Regions from separate parts of the Pan troglodytes genome. Here region 1 is linked to region 2. Evidence: chromatin contacts called from public HiChIP or PLAC-seq data. All regions are on one chromosome and are shown on one strand. The core of a region is the stretch at or near the end of the contact, and the rest is flanking DNA. Distances in the headings are between cores, read along the strand shown.

What was found. HiChIP or PLAC-seq counts read pairs in DNA pulled down with a chosen protein or histone mark.
Region 1: an H3K4me3 HiChIP or PLAC-seq map of stem cell-derived excitatory neurons shows a contact between it and region 2, with 12 times the contacts expected there. The contact joins the promoter of MAN1A1 here to the promoter of FAM184A in region 2. A contact is called at or near these places in 3 of 7 Hi-C or Micro-C datasets (blood, induced pluripotent stem cells and stem cell-derived neural progenitor cells) and 1 of 1 datasets of contacts at active chromatin or transcription factors (stem cell-derived excitatory neurons).

The regions. Positions count from the first base shown.
Region 1 is chr5:131,243,519-131,250,274 of NHGRI_mPanTro3-v2.0_pri, forward strand. MAN1A1 (mannosidase alpha class 1A member 1) reads right to left here and starts at 2,867. Exons shown (of 13, transcript XM_518868.8): 1 at 2,648-2,867; 2 at 1,568-2,392. The coding sequence starts at 2,170.
Region 2 is chr5:131,043,348-131,050,306 of NHGRI_mPanTro3-v2.0_pri, forward strand. It overlaps FAM184A (family with sequence similarity 184 member A), which reads right to left and starts at 2,276. Exons shown (of 16, transcript XM_063813399.1): 1 at 2,193-2,276.

The sequences.
Region 1 (6,756 bases), core at 1,617-4,116, 200 kb after region 2:
GGTTGGATATTATTAAGGAGTCTGGGAGGATTTGGTAAGAGGTAGAGCTTTGTTCCACCTTCCTGATTTGGTAGCACAGGCAGGATTTCATGGAGAAAGGAAACTGCTAGACAGTTGTTCTGGAAAGTAGAATCCATTCCCCCAAGTATGGGAGGGTTCTGTCCCTGAGGAGGGGTCTCAGAAAAGCAGATATGCTGATGGACTGTGGAAGGAAGCTATCTGCATAGGAAGGATGAAGGCATTCTTCCTAAACTGAAAGGGATCCAAGTCCACTTTAACTTGATCAATTACAGCTTAACCAAATTCAGCTGATCTTATAATACAAAGTCACAAATCCCATGACAATCCTGCTGCCTTCATTCTGCAGCCACTTAAGCTAAACACCTCTCAACCACCTCAAAAATCTGTTTACTCTCTGAAAATGGGATCAGGGACTTCCTCTCCTGATTACCTACCCAATATGAAAATACAATATTTATTTTCACAGATCGTATTATTTTTTAAATGGCAAAAATATTACTTCCATTCATATTTTAGAAAATTGAACCAAGATTTGGAATGACATGCTTTTAATGTGGTTCCTACAGCTTTTCTATGTAAAACGCAGGCTGGCACCGTTTCACACAGGGAAGTAGCTCAGAGAGGAGGCATGTCCACAGACCGCGTGGTGACAGGTGACTGGGGGAAGTTCGGACCTCGGGCTTCAAGTCCTGACTCATCACTAACGGGTTCTAGAGCTCTGGGCCCTTCGATTTTCATCTTGAAAATGACAGCCTGAAAGGACTTTTTACGGCCCCTTTCAGCTTTAAGCTGGTCCTGACCTAATCACATGTTTCAAGTTCTAACTGAAAATTACGAGAAGGAAATTAGGAAAGATGTATCAAAGTCCATGTTTATCCTGGATTAAGTTTGTCACCATTGTGCTGCTGTGGAGGCAAACCTGTTGCATCACATGGAATACCCTATTTCTGGCTGTGCATTAGAAATACAAGAGGCAGCCGACTGGCTTTTTATATTTTCATTTTTTAAAAAAGTAAACAATAGTATCCCTCGATGATGGGAAGTTCTCAGGTTTCACCTTTATAGTCTGAAAGTACACACAGAATGCCACCTGGCAGACAAGGGCCACACAGCTGAACCCGGGGTATGCTGGCTAGCTTTACCACGCGTGAAGACTCACTTTAAAGCCACGTCCCCAATCCTTACCAGGGGGCTGATCAGTGCCGTCGCTGTTACTGGTGGGGCGATTAACCGTGTAGCGGCCAGAGAATGAGGTTTGTGTATTACCTGCCCATGTATTTATACCCACCTCGTGTGGCTTGTGGTCACCAGAGCAAGAGCATGCAAATTAAAAGCAACGAGATTTGACCTTAGATCTTACTGGACACATCTACTACTATATTGGAAACAGGAAAAGAAAGAGCTTTTGACACAGCACCTGGTGGAAGGGGCAAACCTCCATCTCCCCATACATTGCATTGTTGCAGTCTTCAGAGTTTCAAAGGCTTGCCGTTTCTCCCTGAAAAACACGGCCGGTCGGCAGGGATTTCTGGCGCGGCCCACTCACCTCTTTGATCTTTGCCCTTTTCTCGCGGATGGCGGCGTCGGCGGGCTCCCGGCTCTCCACCCCGATTGGGGGCACGAAGTCCACCGGGGGCAGGCCTCTGAACGGCGCCTTGTCACGCAGCTGGTCCCGGGCCACCTTCTTCTTCTCCAGTAGGATGTCTCTTTGGATCTCCTCGGGCAGCTTCTGCAGGGTCTCCTTGGCTTCCCTGAGAGCCCGCTCGTGGTTTTCGCGGATCCTGGCCAAGTTGTCCTCCAGGGCGGCCTCCGGGTCCCCGGGTGCCCCCTCCTCGCGGCGCCGGGCTCGCCCCTCGGCCGCGTCCTCGGCGCGCGCCCCGGGCCCGGGCTTGTGGTCGGCGTCCGGCTGCAAGGCGGGGCTGGAGTGGAACAGGACCCCGCTGAGCAGCTTGGAGGAGTCTGGCAGGAAGAAGATCGCCCCGAAGCAGAGCGTGATGAAGGCGCTGAATACCAGCAGCAGCACGAACTTCTCCGTCAGGCGGAGGGCGGCGGGGCCCGACCCCTTCCTGCCACCGCCGCCGCCGAGCCCCCCGCCCAGGCCGCCGCCCGCGGGGCTGCTGAAGAGCGGCAACAGGCCCCCCACGGGCATCGCTCCCGCCGTCCAGTGGTCCGGCGCCGCGCCGCTCAGCAGCCAAACTTCGCCGCCGCTGGGAGTCCGCGGCTGCGGGGCTGGGTCCTGCGTAGCCAGGCCGCCCGACCCCCTCGGCTGGGCTGCGGATCCTCCCTGGGGGAACAACTCCGCGCCGGGTCTTCTCCCCGGGGCGGCTCCTCGGGCACACAGGCACGCGCGACAGACCGCTGGCTGCAGCCCCTGCGGGGAGAGAAACAGTAAAACGTAGTAATTACGGCGATGATAAAGTTTCCAGCGGGTCTCCGCCCTCCGACTCCTGGCGAGCCTCCAGGACCGCTCCCCTTGAGCAGAGTCCTGTCCAGCTCCGGGCACCGCCCTCGCAGCCCACTCTTTGGACTTGGGGTGAAGTTTTCAGGTCCCATGGGTAGGGGAGGGGTGTCCCGCGCAGGAGGGGGGCAGGGCAGCGCGCGAGAACCTCGGGGAGGGGCAGCGCACCTCTGGGCAGGAGGGGCGCAGCGTGGGCGGGAGACTCGTCAACTTCGCCCGCTCCCCATCTCCGCGCTGAGACTGCTGCTTCTTTCCTAGGCTGGGCTGAGCGCGCTGTCCCGCGGTCCCGCAGCCCCGGCGCGGCTCAGGTGGGCGAGCGCGCCGACCTGCGGGCGAATGGCAGCGAGTAGAGCAGCACGGTACCCTCCGCCGAGGCCCCGCGAGCACTAATCTCACTGCCGGTCTTGGGGCGGTAGAAAGCGAGGGAGGCGACGCGGCCGGAGAGTGACGGCGCGGCCGGGCCAATCACGCGCCGCCCAGGGTCCCGCGGGGGCGGGGCCGAGGCGAGGAGGGGGATGCGCGGGGCGGGGAGTTTACGGGAAGCGCAGCCTCGGCGGGGCCCGGCCGGCGGCGGGGAGGTCGCGGGGCCGGGAGGCGCGAGGTAGGCGGGAGCCGCGGTGAGGAGGACGGTCGAACCCGTGGCTGAGGCCCAGCGCCGAGAAGCGGCAGGCAGAGTTCGGGGTCGGGGAGTTTATCCTGCGCTGGCCTCGGCAGGGGTCCCCGGGGTGGTTGATCCTCGACTGGCCCGGGAGGCGCCTGGGTCCGCGCGGGACCTCTCTGCCTCCTCCTCCGACCCGTGCGGGGCGGTCGGGGGCGCTCCCGAGGGGGTCCCGGGAAAGGCGGGGTCTGGCAGGGGGTCCTGGGCGCTGGGTCGTTCAGAAGCACGGCTTTACTCCAGTTACCCTCTTTTTATCCAAGGCCGGGGTTCCCCGGGTGCCTGGTAGCAGTGAAACCCCAAGTCCCTCGGTTAGGGGAGCCGTGACCCTGGGAGCTTTTGAGCTCTCTGGTATAACATCCTTTTACATCCTAAGAGATACAGTTCTGTGCTTGCTTAGGACTTTTTTCGTATGCGCCCTTTCTTCCCCCAAAAAACAAAAAACCGAAAAAACTTGTATGTCTCTCCCGCCCACCCCTACTTTCACTATTCATTTACCTCATAGAAGTTGGTCAAATTTTCCATTCGAAGACGAGTTTTATGCTGCGGTAGCTTCAAGCAATAAGTCGAACACTGTGTTGAAATTAAGTCTTGGATCCGACTACTTCCAGCGAAGTGAGGAGTTGGTCCAATAGAAATTATTTTCCAAAATGTGTTGTAATTCCCCTGTTGCTCCACAAATAAGGGGTTATCAGAGAGGAAAACGTTGACTGACTTCGCATTTCTGAAAGCTGGTTTGTAGTCGCCTTATTTCATCCTTACCCTTCTCTGGAAATGTGACATTAGTTCTGTTTGTGCTTAAGACAAAGGAAACAGCTGGCACCTTTCGGGAAGGTGGCTCCAGTACAGTTGTTTCCAGGTGTTAAGCTGTATGAGAAAGTAGAAAAGTAATCAGAAATCCTTACTAGTTTTCATTTAATTATTTAATTATTAATTTTAACCATCATTATTTGTCGTCTACTTGTTTTGTGTAAAATGAGTCATACACTCAAAGTTCTTGTTAATAGGAAATTATTGTTTGATAAAGCTGGCTTTATGGCTTGGTTATTTTGATACCTGCTATGAAATTCTATGTCCAGAAGAGTGCAGCATATCCAAGCAGGGTAATAAGTTCAGAAGGACTGAAAAAGAAAACAAGGATGATTTTTCTTTAATGATGGAAAGGCAATTTTTATTTCAAACGATTATGCATTTGTAGGTTGTGCATAGGCTGAAAGGTTTGAATCACTGTGAAATAATGTTTCTAACAACATCCTTAAAACTGAGTTACCTCTTGAATGGATAGATAAATAGGAACTGGGTTAACTACCCCAAACGCTAATCTCTTTATGATCATCCTTTTTTGGAATGATTTATTAGTTTAAAAATTATGTTTTAAGAATGGAATTATAGCCCCAGAAATATTTAGAAGCTTTATTTCAAATTAATGTTATTAAGTATTCCAGCAAAACAATAAATTCCACTTTCAAGTATATGTTAAAATGGTGATAAATAAAAGTTATAACTTAATTCTATTTCTGACACTTTAATTTTGATACCAAATCAGTTTGGGCATTTAACTTCTGTAGTGGAAATATTAAAAATTTAGTACGTGGGTTTAAGGATTTTTTTCCCCTAAAAACTTTAAATTTATCTATGTTGTTTCTAAATCTTTTAAAGTAACTATTCTTTTTAAGTTCATCATGAAGCTTATTTTAAGATTTTTTTCTTATTTTCCGTATTTCTTAAATGACAGGGTTATACTTGCAGCCTGGCTTTGATAATATGTTAAACAAGAAGTTAACATGGGTGGTTGATTATAGGTACATATTAAAGGGTGTCTGTGTACATTAGGTGGGATAAGAACTATATGGGAACACCAATATTTGGGCCAGAGCAAATTTGAAAAATTCACAAAGAAGGTATCTGAAGAGGCATAGCAATCGAATTATGCATCCTCTTTAAAATAATCACATGAAGCCCTGTGTGCTCATGGTAAGGGAGGAGTAGAAAATAGTCAACAAGTAAAATTGTGCATTTTGTAGAAGCAAAATCGGACACTTTCCTCTGATTTCAGTACTACAAAGCACTTGACATTCTGCCATTGAAAAAAGTACTTTGTACCCTGAGATAAAATAAAGGTGATTGGTTCTTGTCCTCCAAGTAATGAAACCTTGACTTTGTCCCCTAAGTCAAGACTCCCTAGCCACATCTACCTGAAGGTAATGTCACCATCTTTATGAATGCAATGATAGTGCTGAAATTGCTGTTTCTCATTATGGATGGTCTAATGTAAACCTAAGAACCTTAGTAATTTTGTGGGATTTTTAAAAAAATACTTGCTATGTTTTTTTATTTGGCCAGCCAGTCCTTTTGAAGTATAACTCTCTTGTAATTTTTGCAGATTTGCTTGCAAACTTAATTCTTACATTTTCCTTTTTCAATACTTAATGTTTGTGTGTATTTCTTTGATAATTTGTAAATTTTTGTGTTTCAAGATTATATCTTTGAATCAAATAATTTTTTAAAAACCTGATCATCAGTGATACCACAAAACACTACAAAGAAATCCCCAAATAAATGTTGTTGCTTAGATTTTTCTACTTTCAAGAGAAATTACCAAAAGGTAGATTTAATTTTTACATTAACATGCCTAAAATGAAATATAGTAATAATTATGAGCAGAGTTACAGAGGAAAAATTGGCAATATTTTTATAAAACTGATAAATTTATATTTTTATAAAATTATAAGTTCTCAAAAATTGAAGTGTAAGAACATTTCTTAGGAAGTTTCTAGGCAGTACTAGTTAGAAGTTTGTGGAAGAATCCTTTTGAGGATTTTTGTTCTCTCACTTTAAATAAAACTTAATCTAGTAAAAGAAATGAATTTAATCTACATGTATAGTAAATAATGACTGAAATTCTTCAACAAGTTAGATTTCTGATAAAATCTTTTAATGGGAGATTTTCTAGGTCACAATAGGTCTTTGCTCTTATTTTTTAAAAAATCCAAATGTAATACGTAAAAAATGATTCATTGTGAATATTAATCTTGAAGTTTCAATACTTCAGTGGGCACTCTCAATTTTACATGAGATATATTAAGGTGGAAATTAACCAGAGTTTTAAAGGAAACTATCAGTGTTATTTGTATGCAAATTGGAGTCTACTGTTATATTTCTGATTCCATGTTTTTGCTCTTCCTCAATTTACTTTGGAACTGCCTGAGTGGCAGATTATTTTTATAGAATTCCAATCACATTTTTTTGAGGGGGCGTGGGTGCCAGGGGCGGTGAGGGCAGGAGCCCTCTGTTCCTGCAGGCTCCTGTTGAAAGATACGGTTTTGTTTTGAACACATTTCATAAATATTAACTGTCCCCAACTTAAAAACATTGTGTCCTGCAAGTATTTGTGTGCATTGGCTCTTTGGAACTTTCAGAGCATTTTTCTTCATAGAAACAGGGTTGTAAATGGTGCTTTGGGTTGCTAGCCTGCACTGCAAAGACCTCACCCTAGGGAAGAATAACATGTTGGAAAAAGTACTGTTGCAATGCTGGTAATCAAAGTAACATTAAATTAGAAAGTGTTCTATTTATTATGAATGTTGGAGCCTGAGGACAAACAGATTTATTTGAAAGAGGA
Region 2 (6,959 bases), core at 1,026-3,525:
CAGGGTTTCCTCCCAGAGATGTGCACCCCCAGGCTTGCATTTATAGCTCTTGCCCTTTCCACATGATAGTCACTACATTCCAGAAAAAACCAAATGTAGTTTACTAGCAGGATAGAGCCAGGGCCCTAAACCCTAGTTAGAGGCACTAAGACATCCAGCGGGGGCAGTGGCAGGCTCTGTTTTTTTGTTTTTGTTTTTTTGTCTCCCAGATGCCTACAAAATGTGCCACCCTAACATCAATACCACGAACACAAGCACCACTTCCTCCTCTTTCTCCTGAATCTGAAGTCTCTTCCAAGTTCCTCATCCAGTCATGACTAAGGCAGCAAATAATCAAGTTGCTTCAGCTACATAGTAGTGGCTGGAAGAGGGTTTAGCGTGGGTGCATCCTAGCTGTGGGTCTGAGCGATGATACAACCTGGTATTAATCGCTGGGCTTCCAACTGGTCCTGTCCCCTTGAAGACTTGATTCTAACTGGGGATAGGGTGGGGTGGGTGGGGCCTTTTGCCAATTCCAACTCCTCATTGTTTGCTGACATAAGATGAGGGCTCCCAACCCCCACCACCTCTTGCCAGGCTGATCCTTGCTTGAGTCATAGCAGGGATGACTCAGAGATGATAGACTGAATCTAGAAACAGACCAGACCACATGTAAAAATAGATCTTTGACCCACTCTCTGTACCAGAGAAGGAAACCAACCCCCTTATGTACAATAAATAACCCAGGAAGTCAGCCTGCTCGAACTCAGACTTGTAGGAAGCCAGGCTGCTATCTCTGGTGACAATCCAGGAAGCTGAACAATAACTACTGTAACAATCAGCCAAAAATGGCCAGGACCTGATTAATAACCGACAACTTCCCTAACTTTTGTCACCATTTTAAATTTAGGAACAACCAGAGAAAGCCAAATCTGTACCTACCCCTAACCAATCACACAGTGTGCCCTGCTTCCAGTTAGCCCACCTGCAGCTTCCCCAGGCCAACAGCCTCCCATCAGGGCACACCTCAAGACTTCCCTTTTTTTCCACTCTAAAGCTTTCCCAGTGCTTTGCCTGTGATGGGGTCTCTGACAAAATGCAAGTGATGGTGGCCAACTTCATTGCTATAGCAAGCTCAGAATAAATAGCCTTTGCTTTTTCTCATTTGGTTGGTCTTTGTCTATTTCCATGGAACCTATAACCTGCTTACTGTCAACCCACCCACCCTAGTTCCCTGCCTAGCAATGAAACTCCATACCTCAACTTCTCCTATATGGACAAGATTTCTTCCTCTGCTGGGAAGAAGATCGTGGCCAGGAGAGTGTCAGCAGAAGCAGTTTCCTGGGAAAGAGCCCAGGCAGGGCTTGGCTGGACTTCTGGTGGTCTCCTGAGTGAGGTGCATGGAATGCCTGTCTTCTTCTAAGAGCCAGTGACCAGGGAAGACTGTAACTGGGTTTTAGCTCCAGTTGCTATTTTATTTCCCAGTCCCACCTACCCCACGAGAGCTGGAGCCTAGCCACATTCTTCTCAGTGATGAAAGTGTTGCATATGAACCCAAGCCCACTAGCATGGCCCTAACCCCCACTGGGTAAATGTCCTCTCTGCCAGCTGCCTGTCCCCACGGCCAAGTCCAACTGTCTGGATTCTCTTTGTCCCGCCCCTGCTCTGTCTGCAGGGAGCCTCTCAGCTCTTTCTTTCTTAACCCCTTCCCCAGCACACTATTGCTGCCTGCATCAGATGTGTGACTAGCCAGCACTGTTCTACAAGCCTCCCAGCACCATGAAACTGGAATCATTCAGTCATCCTGCCAGGCTTAGATCCAGCAGAATTTTTGAACAGATTGAGAAGTGGCCACATGATGGCACTATAAACCTAGCAATGCCCTCAGAAAGTTGGCAAACTGCAAAGCTCCAGGGAGTCAGGATCTGTATTTTTTTTTTTTTTAATGAATGTCAGAAAAGTGAAAACTGGTAATGGTCAATAGCCCCCAGAAAATCTTGATCTTATTTTGCTAAGGATTCTTCCTGATCAATGGCCATTTGTTTTTGACACTTGCCAAACATTAGCTATCCCTCTTCAGCACGCATCCCACCGCCCAATGCTGTCTTCGCTTTGTACTCAACGCATGCACATTTCTGTTCTAAATAGTCTGCCGGTTGCTATGAACACAAAAATAGACACACAAAGATTTAAGAAAGATGGAAATGTCTTACCTAAGCATGAGTGAAATGATTTCTTCTTTTGTTTTGGTCCATCATTATGCTAAATAAACGGAAGCCTTTTCCCTCTTCACACGCAGAGCTGAGCCAATCACAGGCACAAATGAAAATTGCCTATCTCTAGAAACAAATCCCTTGGCCGTCCTGGTTGATTAGTCATTACACATTTACATAGCACAGAAAAGGTTGCCCAGGTAATCATACAAACATTTGATATTTTCCCATGCCTTCTCTTGGCTGATCCAAATTCTTTGGAATTGAGATTTGTTTTGTGTACCCTTTTAAAAATGAGCACTGTGAGATTTACTCAGACCTCTGATTTTTTCATGTGAGTGAATCATAGCCTGGTATGCCCTGAGCTTTGCATGAAAGGCAGCACAGCACAGTGGAGAAAATACATCTTCAGGCTCAAGTGGTGATGGGTAGTGGCCGGGGGCAACCTGAGTCCTGGCTCAACTCTTTCTTGCTTTCTTGGCCAGCTGCTCTCTACTTCTTTGACTTTCAATTTGCTTATCTGTGAACTGGGATAAAGAGTACTGAACTTCTAAATTTGTTTAGGGGACTAAATGAGATAATGTAATGTATGTAATAGGTGTTCAACCAAGGGTAGCTAGTATTCTTCTGAGTAGAGTGGATGACTCCAGTGTGTAACCTATGGCCAAGCAACTGAAAGGTGGAGAAAGTTCCTCATGCTCTTTTGGAAATCTCATGTGGTGATTAAGAGCAGGTTTTTTGCATCAAACTGTCTGCATCCATACCCTAGTTCTACTATCTGTGTAGTAGATGCAATAGAAAAGCATAAGCAAAGCTTTCTAAGTCTCACCGTCTTGGTTTGTAATGTCAGTAATCATAGCCCCTGCCTCATGATGCTGGTGTGAGCCTGAATGAGACAATGCATGTGTTAGGGGTTGGTTTGTGTCCCAGAAAACGTGTTGAAGTCCAAACACCCAGTACCTGTAGGGTGACCTTATTTAGAAATAGAGTCTTTGCAGATGATCAAGTTAACATGAAGTCATTAGAGTGAGCCCTAGTTGAGTGCAACTAATGTGCTTATAGAAACAGGAAATTTGGACACAGAGGTGCCCACACAAGGAGAACACTGTGAAGATGAAGGCACAGATCAGGATGAGGCATCTGTAAGCTAACAAATGCCCAAAATTGCCAACAAACGATAAGATGCTAGGAGAGAGGTATGGAACAGGTTCTCCCCGACAGCCCTCAGAAGGAACCAGCACTACTGACACATTGATCTTGGACTTCTAGCCTCCAGAACCGTGAGACAATACATTTCTGTTGTTTAAGCTCCCAGTTGGTGGTGCTTTGTTATGGCAGCCCTAGCAAACTAATATAGCATGGATGTATGTGACCCAGGGCATGCCTCCTAGTAAGCAGCCAGTAAATGTTCGACACTATTGCTGTTGATGTGGCTAGTGGGATCTCCACTTTATCTTTTTTATTTATTTATTTTTTTTGAGATGGAGTCTTGCTCTGTCACCATGCTGAAGTACAGTGGCATGATCTTGGCTCACTGCAACCTCTGCCTCCCAGGTTCAAGCGATTCTCCTGCCTCAGCCTCCAGAGTAGCTGGGAATATAGGCGCACACCACCATGCTCAGCTAATTTTTGTATTTTTAGTCGAGACGGGGTTTCACCATGTTGGCCAGGATGGTCTCAATCTCTTGACCTTGTGATACGTCCACCTCAGCCTCCCAAAGTGCTGGGATTACAGGCGTGAGCCACTGCGCCCGGCCACCACTTTTTCTAACCAGTAGCTTCACACAGGAATATTCCCAGCTGGTTTCTCCTACCTGTTACTAGAACCCACTTTTCACTGTGATGCTTAAACGTGTGCAGAAAAGAAAAGAATATCCAAAAGCAGATTTCGATCAAGCTGTTGTTTAGATTTTTGGACCATTTAAATACCTTGAGCAGAGATTATTAAATAGAAAGGCCAGTGTATAAAGAATGGTTTTATACAAGGTGAGGGTAGAACCAGACAACACTCATGATTACATTGCGAGGCGTTTTGGCAGATGTCAGATCCATGGCTAACACAAGACAAACCAGCAGTACCGAGTGTGGGGACGTGGATTCCTGATTTGCTGTTCACGCATCTCTGGGGAGGGGAAGTTCACCTCATGAAAGGCACATGATTCATAGCAGGGCTCCTTGGTGGCTGCTTTTTTTTTAACACTTGTTCTGCAGCAGCACAAAGGAAACAGTTTTATTCTTTAATTACTTGATATGAACTGTCTCGCTGATGACAACTGTGCAGAAGTCTTGCAGAACCTATCTGGCCTGTAACTTGAGTTTGGATCTTGGCATCCTAACTGTCTGTAAGCCATCAGAGTCTCTAAAACCACCTACACAGCAGAGAAGCCTGTACAGCTCCTGACTCATAGAAGGGTTCAATAATAAGTATTCGGTGTTAGAATAAATGAGCTGTGGACCAGGCGCCGTGGCTCACGCCTGTAATCCCAGCACTTTGGGAGGCTGAGGCGGGTGGATTGCCTGAGCTCAGGAGTTGGAGACCAGCCTGGGCCACGTGGGGAAACCCCATCTCTACTAAAATACAAAAAAAAAAAAAAAAAAAAAAGATTAGCTGGGTGTGGTGGCGCATGCCTGTAATCCCAGCTACTGAGGAGGCTGAGGCAGGAGAATTGCTGGAACCCAGAAGGCAAATGTTGCAGTGAGCTGAGATAGTGCCACTGCACTCCAGCTTGGGCAACAAGAGTGAGACTCCATCTCCAAAAAAAAAAAAAAAAAAAAAAAAAGCTGCAAAAATAAATACATATTTTACTAATACTTGATTCTGGGACATAAAGATCATTAGGACAGCTTTATAGGAAAATATGCTTTTAAAGTTTGAGGTAGGAAGCCTTGGTGGTCTTTTTTTTCTGGAGAAATTAAAATTTCAAGCATTTCATTCCTCTCATACATGCTGTGTACAAACCATCCCTAGAAATGAACTGTCTGGAGTATTTTATTTCTTAATTAATCCAGTTTTGCTATTTGGTATAAATAGGATGATGTTCAGGCTGAATGAAAGAACAGGAAAGTTTAGGGGATACAATTCAAGGAGGAGTTTCAACTCCCTCCACATCTGCTGCTCTATTTTGCTTTAAATTAGATTTTAAAATTAATTTAATTTTTCATTTGAAACTGCTGCGCTCTCCCCCATCTCTCTTTCTTTTCTTCCAGTAACTGGTCCTCCTCTCTGTGGCCCTGGTACTTCCCAGAGCAAACACTGCATCATCTGACAGTTCTTTTTCCATCTTTTTTTTTTTCATTACTTAGCCAGACTGGTAATTTATTAGTAAGAAGAAGATGGTATCAGCTGACAGGACTAGGCTTATGGGCATATGAGAAAGACAAAGATCTCTCTCGCCAATTATAGAAATTCCAAGTTCTGATCCACTTCTTTCTAGCAAGCACCACCCTCTTTTAACATGAAAAGACTCAAAACGCAACAGTACATAATTTGACACGTCACCTTAACTTCTGCATCTGGAAAACTGAGACACAACATGGGATACCTATTTCACGGAGCTACTGTTGGAAATCATATTTTCAAGTATTTATTAATTCTCAGCTTCCCACCAAAGTTTTGATCTTCTGACCACAGACATCATACAAGAAAAGAATATAAGATAAAATAAAGGAATCAGGAACAACAAAATTACTCATAATAGTAGAGAGTCTAAAAAGTCAAAACTAAGGAAAAATATGTTCAGATGTTGGAGAGGGGTGGGCCACATAGTTTTGGCAAATAAGCTTTAAATATGACTCTGAGATCCTTGAAAGTTCAATGTTGTCACAGTGATGTCTGTGGTCAGCAGATCAAAACTTTGGTGGAAAGCTGAGAATTAATAAATACATGAAGATATGATTTTCGGTTTTGTGGTTTTTCATGATCAGAGAGAAGTTTAAGTCTTTTTTTTTTCTTTCTTTTTTTGAGTTGGAGTTTCACTCTTGCTGACCAGGCTGGAGTGCCATGGCACAATCTCGGTTCACTGCAAACTCCACCTCCCGGGTTCAAGCGATTCTCCTGCCTCAGCCTCCCGAATAGCTGGGATTACAGGCATGCACCACCACGCCCAGCTAATTTTTGTATTTTTAGTAGAGACGGGGTTTCAACATGTTGGTCAGGCTGGTCTTGAACTCCTGACCTCAGGTGATTCACCCACCTCAGTTTCCCAAAGTGCTGGGATTACAGGTGTGAGCCACTGCACCTGGCCAAGAAGTGTAGGTCTTCTAAGAGATGATGTGTGGCACTTGAATGTCCTTAGCCCCATCAGCACTTAGGTACAATGAGGTGACATGTTCATTAAAAAGTTTCTCTTGACTTTTGTCCCCTGCTTGTTGATCATAGACTCTTCTCATTCCTTTACTGCTCTTCTCCATCTCCTTGCATCTCTCTATTTCTTGCAGCCACAATAAAAACAAACAGTGACAATAACAGCAGGCACAAAACAAGAACAATTTCCCACAGACATCAATATGTGCAAACAGACCTGAGCAGGGAATGGTCACCAGTCTCTCGTGAATTACATGAAACCAGACTCAAGATTCTATTTAGGCTCTCTGGGACCCTACCCCTATAAGACTCTCCTGTGCAAAGTGATACACAAGTGTAGGATTTTATCAGTGTGTCACTGAAGACATTTAAAAGCCATTTAGGAGGTGGAAAGGAAAGGTGGAGACTGAAGACAAACGCGGGCTCTTTCCTCAACTTTCTTTGCCTTGTCTCTAGGCTTTTTT